Linked DNA regions of Gossypium hirsutum: region 1 is linked to region 2. A link is a contact called in public Hi-C data. All regions are on one chromosome and are shown on one strand. The core of a region is the stretch at or near the end of the contact, and the rest is flanking DNA. Distances in the headings are between cores, read along the strand shown. Region 1 has its middle 60 kb from the start of LOC107936732. Region 2 holds the start of LOC107936645.

Region 1 (2,700 bases), core at 6-2,505, 200 kb after region 2:
TAAACTTATGAATTATTCAAATTAAACATTGAAATAGTTAGAGTTGAACTCCATAATCAGTTAATAGAAATTAAATTGTTTTAAGGACTAATCAGATTACTAACAATGCTTAATATATTATTTGATATCTGAGTTTGATATTTTTTTAATGTGATATTTATATTATTTTCTATATCAATTTAGTATTTGTATTTGGCAAAAGATATATATTTTGGTACTCAAAGGTAACGGTGTTAACTTTTTAATGTTTAATTCGAATTTTAGAATTGATTTGATGAATATTAATTACTAATATTAATATGTTTGGATTTTTCATAATTTTATTAATAGAATAAATTTAATATTAATTGAACTAATTGCTAATATTGTTAGCTAAATATAAATTTTCATCAAATCAATTCTAAAACTTGAATTAAACATTAAAAGATTAACATGATTATTTTCAGACACCAAAATATATAACTTTTTGTGAAATACAAGTATCACATTGAAAAAAAATAACACAAACACCAAATTAAAAAAGAAGAAGTTAAACTCAATACCAAATTATGCATTATGACTATATCTGATTTTGGAAAAAAATATAAGCCAAAAAATAGGTTTGGATAAAAAAGTAAGACCCATTTTCTAAATGGATTGGGGCTTGGGTAAACTTTTTTTTGCCTGGGCCTCGACCTAACCCGAATTTGCAAAAAAAACGAACTACTTTGTTTTTATTATTATTTTGCTACTGTCTTTTCATTGTTTTGTTATTATTTCGCTATATTATATTTCTATTATTTTATTGTTATTGTTTGAATATTGTATAACTGTTGTTTTATTATTAATTTTGTTACTATTTTAGAGCTATTTGTTTGCTAAGTTACACCTATTTTTTTTCTATTTTGTAGGAAACATTTATTTTGTATTATATTTTTTAAATTTATTTTTATAGAAAAATTTTTAATACGAGTGCGTTCAGCCAAACTCGAGTTTTAGCATTTTTATCTATGTTAGACTTAGACAAAATTTTAGACCCATTTTTTGAACAAGAACAAGAACAAGTCCAGACCTACACAACGGACCTAGATTTTTGATTTGATCTGATCCGAACCTGACTCAACTCATCGGCTCTAATTATTGTTAATAAAGAATATAATTAAAAGATGCAGGTGGCAGAACTTAATTGGTGAGTAAAAATTAAAACCCTAAACAGATAGCACGTTTATAGATCCCAGGAATTCCGGAGTGACCAGCTCTGAAGAGGCCAGAGCCGTTCTAGAGAGCGGGCACGTAGCCTGTGTTCCTTCCTCATTCCACTGTCCTCACTTCCCATACGCCTTTCTCTTTCTCTTCTCATCCATTTTTAATAAACTTAGGTAAAATAAAATAATAATAATAATAATAAAACAGCAGAAAGGGCCATGAATTTCTGTTTGGTTGCTCCTGTCATTGAACTTCCCTTATCTTCTGCTTAATGATTACTGCCATTATCCTGTGAATGTGTGTTCGTTAAATCCTTTGATCTTTTACATCATCATTTGACGTCATGTATATTTCCACCTCTTCTTCAGCTGCTTCCTCTTTCTTAAGAGCAGCTTCCTCTTACACTCGTTCTCGCTTTTTTCCTTCTTCTTTAAGAAATCTCAATCCCGCCTCTTCTTCTGCTCTTAACAACCAGCGATCTACTGCCTCCGTCGTTGTTCGTTCTTTCCATTCCTCTGCTTCGCGATGGTGCCACCGTCTCGATTGGAGATCTCCTATTAGCCTCCCTGCTCAGATCAGAGCCTTTAATCCTGTCATTGAACGCTTTCAGAAGCATTTTGCTACTATGGGTACCACTCTCCAATACTTTTGGAGCTTCTTTCTTTCGCTTGCTTTTGATTCTGTTTTAATCTTAATTCAACATTTTATTTGCTGATTTTAGTTTTAGTTTAGATTAACGTCTCTGACTTTCTCACTCTAAGTCGAAGTCTTTGTTAGTTTTCAATGAGCGAGAGGCCTCAAATTTAAAATTTTTAATTGTTTTTTTCCGGTTCATAATTAACATATCATTATTGATTGCAGGATCAAGGAGATATATATTTTTTGAAATTAGTATAATGTTTGGAAAGTATTCTAAAATTGACAATTCAATTCATCACCTTGGAGTTTTGATTTGGTTAACATGTTTTTATGGTTTTCAGCTGCTGAACATCCTTTTAAGGAAGTGTTGACGAGTCTTCCCAAGCCAGGTGGTGTCGAGTTTGGAAAGTTCTATAGCTTGCCTGCTCTCAATGATCCAAGGATTGGTAATTTTCTCGTACAACTATACATAGTATATACATTCACTCGATGACTTGGTTGGATATACTACTTCATGCCTTGGGTCCAGCCCAGTAATTTCCATTAGTTATGTGACTGATTGTGTCTGTCCCTTGCTTCTGCTGTATATGTAATAGATAAACTACCATACTCGATCAGAATCCTGCTTGAGTCTGCTGTTCGTAATTGTGACAACTTCCAAGTGAAGAAGGAAGATGTTGAGAAAATTATTGATTGGGAAAATACATCACCAAAGCAAGTTGAAATCCCCTTCAAGCCAGCTCGTGTTCTATTACAGGTGTTTGATAATCCTTGTTATGCATATACATATTTATATTCTTCTCGACTAAAGGAACAGGTAAGATTTGCTTTGTTTTAAATCCAGTCTGTTTTGTTGCCAGGATTTTACTGGAGTGC
Region 2 (2,700 bases), core at 20-2,519:
GCCCCTTAAACGCTTGCTGGCTTCCACCAAGCTAAAGGTAGGCAGGCAGGCATTAAAGTAAAAGGTAATACATACACCACATGGCATCAACCATCATTCTTTCCTTATTTTTCAATTTCACCCCCCATGAATTTCTTCTACTTCAAACAGCATTTGAGATTGGTTAGATAGTAAATATATATATATTGTATTAACGGGTGTCCATCAAATATTTATTTATAATTAAAATCATTTTAACTTTTTCCTAATGCAATAATTTTAAAAGATATGTTTCTACAGATCTCTAGTAAAAAAAATAAACTGGGGAGCATTTTCAAAGTGAAAAACTTTTGAACTTGACAATCCCAAAAACCCTTTTAGGGTTTCATCAATTACAAAGATTACAAAATTATTAGTGAAGAAAGAACAATGGAACATCATGATTATCACCATCTCCAAATACAATCAAATAAGTTGGACCAAAAACAATATTACTTGAAAGAATTATTACTTTATTTGTCTCAATGATGTATGTAGATCTAGCATGCTGCCTCCCCCATTATATCTCACCATGGTCATGCTTCTGCCATTAACAACCTTTTTTTTTCTTTAAAAGCTTTGGCATAATTCATCTCCAATGTTACATACCATTTGACTTCTGGTTTTGTGGGGGGAGAAAACACAATAGCTATTTTTATATTAATAGGATCTAGTAATTTTTTTTAACAATCGTTGAGGTTTTGGTTGCCAAATTGATTCGTATTTGATATGAACAAGACTACCAAAGTAAGCAAGCATATGAGGGCAGGAATAAAAAGCCAAGGAAGTTAAGTGTTGAATCCTGCAGGGGACCATGACAATGGGATCTGTCGGTACAACACGTGCTGAAGATCTAATATGAAAAAGAACCATGGGAAACATTTGTAAAAGAAAAAGTGGACCAAATTAATTTATGCATTCTTAACTAAGCTCTTTTTATGCTTTTTTTTTTTTTGCCTGATAGGTAACTTTCATCAATCCAATAATAGAACAAAAAAGAAATGAAGAAAACAAATCTAATTAAGAACGTGGTTTGTGTCACTTAGCATGGGCAAGAAAAAGTCAATACTCAAGAAAGATAAAGTGGAGAAAATCCGGGAAAAAGTTAAGAAAACACATGACAGATTGATGGATTTGGACCATATTGATTCAAAACACTTGCTAAAAGTGAGAGAGCCTGATTCTGTATTTTTAAAATTGTCTCAGTGAGTACACATTAATATTTCAATAAACATTGAAATTTAACGAGTCTCATCCATAGTTTTATTTGATGGATGATTTACAGGTATCATTTTTAGTCTTATGCGCTAACCCTAAACCCTAGATCGAAATAGTCTTCCTAAAGAAAAAAAAAAAGGTAAAGGTTGTTATATTGGAGTATTTGCAACTTTACTGAAAATTGCTGTTGCATTCACTTATAATGTCCCTACATAATTATACATGTAGGAAATAGTGCTTTTTTCTGCAACACTGTTTTTCTCTTTGTCTAAAGAAAAAACGTAAAGCTAACGCCTTCTCTATGCTTTTTATTATCATTCAATCTACCTACAAGTGTTAAGCTACTACCTCTTGCAATACTTGAATATCTAGAGAGCCTTTACCTACCCTTTTTTTTCATATTTGATTTGATCCTTTGCTTCCTTGATCAGCTTCAATATATGCCTATTAAAGCAAGCATTTTGATCTTTATACCCTTTTTCGATTTGTGTGTTTTGTGTCTTGTCCCTGAAGTAATCCCTGATAAGCCAATCTTTCTCAAGTTTGGAGCTCCATTTTAGTTACATGATGAAGAGAAGCCATGAAAGTGAGAGGCAAAGCTGTGGAAGTGTACAACAACAACAACAACAACATTGATTTTTTCCAAGACTATAGCACTTCATCGGATGTTGTTCCATGTAGGAAACATCCACAATCGTCTTCTGCTGGTGTATGTGCGTATTGTCTTAAGGATCGTTTGATCAACTTGGTTTGCTCCGACTGTGGTGAGCAACGCCTTTCGTCTTGCTCTTGCTCTGAAATCGCCACCAACCCTCGAAATTCATGCGCCGGTGGTGAAGTGGGCAGCGTTGGTCGGGTCTCCTTCTTGATAGAGAATGAAAACAGCAGAGATCATCAAGTTTCAAACCCCAAGGCTAAAAGCACTAGTAGTGGAAATAATACTAAATCAGAGGATGTTATCTTGCTCAAGAGAAGCAATAGCAGCTGTGTGGAGATCAAGAAAAAGAACGGGTTTTGGAGAATTGGGAGGTTTTTCAAGAAGAAGAGGGACAAAGAGACTAACTGTGGGAAGAGTGTTTGTGGGGGTGATGAGAAAAGTGATTTGTGGGTGGTTGATTACATGGGGGTTTCAAGGTCAAGGTCTCTTTGCAGTTTCAGAGGGGGTGGGTTTTTTGGATCAGAAGATGGAAGTGACGTTATGAACTTTTCAGGTGCTAGGAGCTCGATTTCGGCTGCACGGAGTTCCGGCGTCAATGGCGGTTTGCTCTTTGATCCTGAGAGGAAAAGTGGGTTTAGTGAAGCAGAACCAAGGAGAAGTGGTTTTGATAGTGAAAGAAGAGACAGTACTTTTATGGAGTCCGATATTGCAGCCATTAGGAAAAGTGGCGTGGCCGGCGGCAGTTTCATGGATGTTGATGGGGGTTTTAGTGGTGCAAACAGGCGGGTCTTTTCTTTGAAAGAGAG

What was found. A called contact is a pair of places that touch in the nucleus more often than the background predicts.
Region 1: a Hi-C map of leaf shows a contact between it and region 2, with 2.2 times the contacts expected there. The contact joins the enhancer-like site here to the promoter of LOC107936645 in region 2. A contact is called at or near these places in 6 of 34 Hi-C or Micro-C datasets (callus, hypocotyl and leaf).

What each region holds. Positions count from the first base shown.
Region 1 is chrD02:48,189,591-48,192,290 of Gossypium_hirsutum_v2.1, forward strand. It overlaps the pseudogene LOC107936722. Among protein-coding and RNA genes, the nearest start is that of LOC107936732, 60 kb to the right of the region's middle. Within about 2 kb of position 1,256, at least 8 of the 9 cell types and tissues checked have an H3K27ac peak or open chromatin away from gene starts, as enhancers often do. A contact at or near this core is called in hypocotyl and leaf, where this site is marked.
Region 2 is chrD02:47,989,813-47,992,512 of Gossypium_hirsutum_v2.1, forward strand. It overlaps LOC107936645, which reads left to right and starts at 1,270. Exons shown (of 1, transcript XM_016869399.2): 1 at 1,270-2,700. The coding sequence starts at 1,817.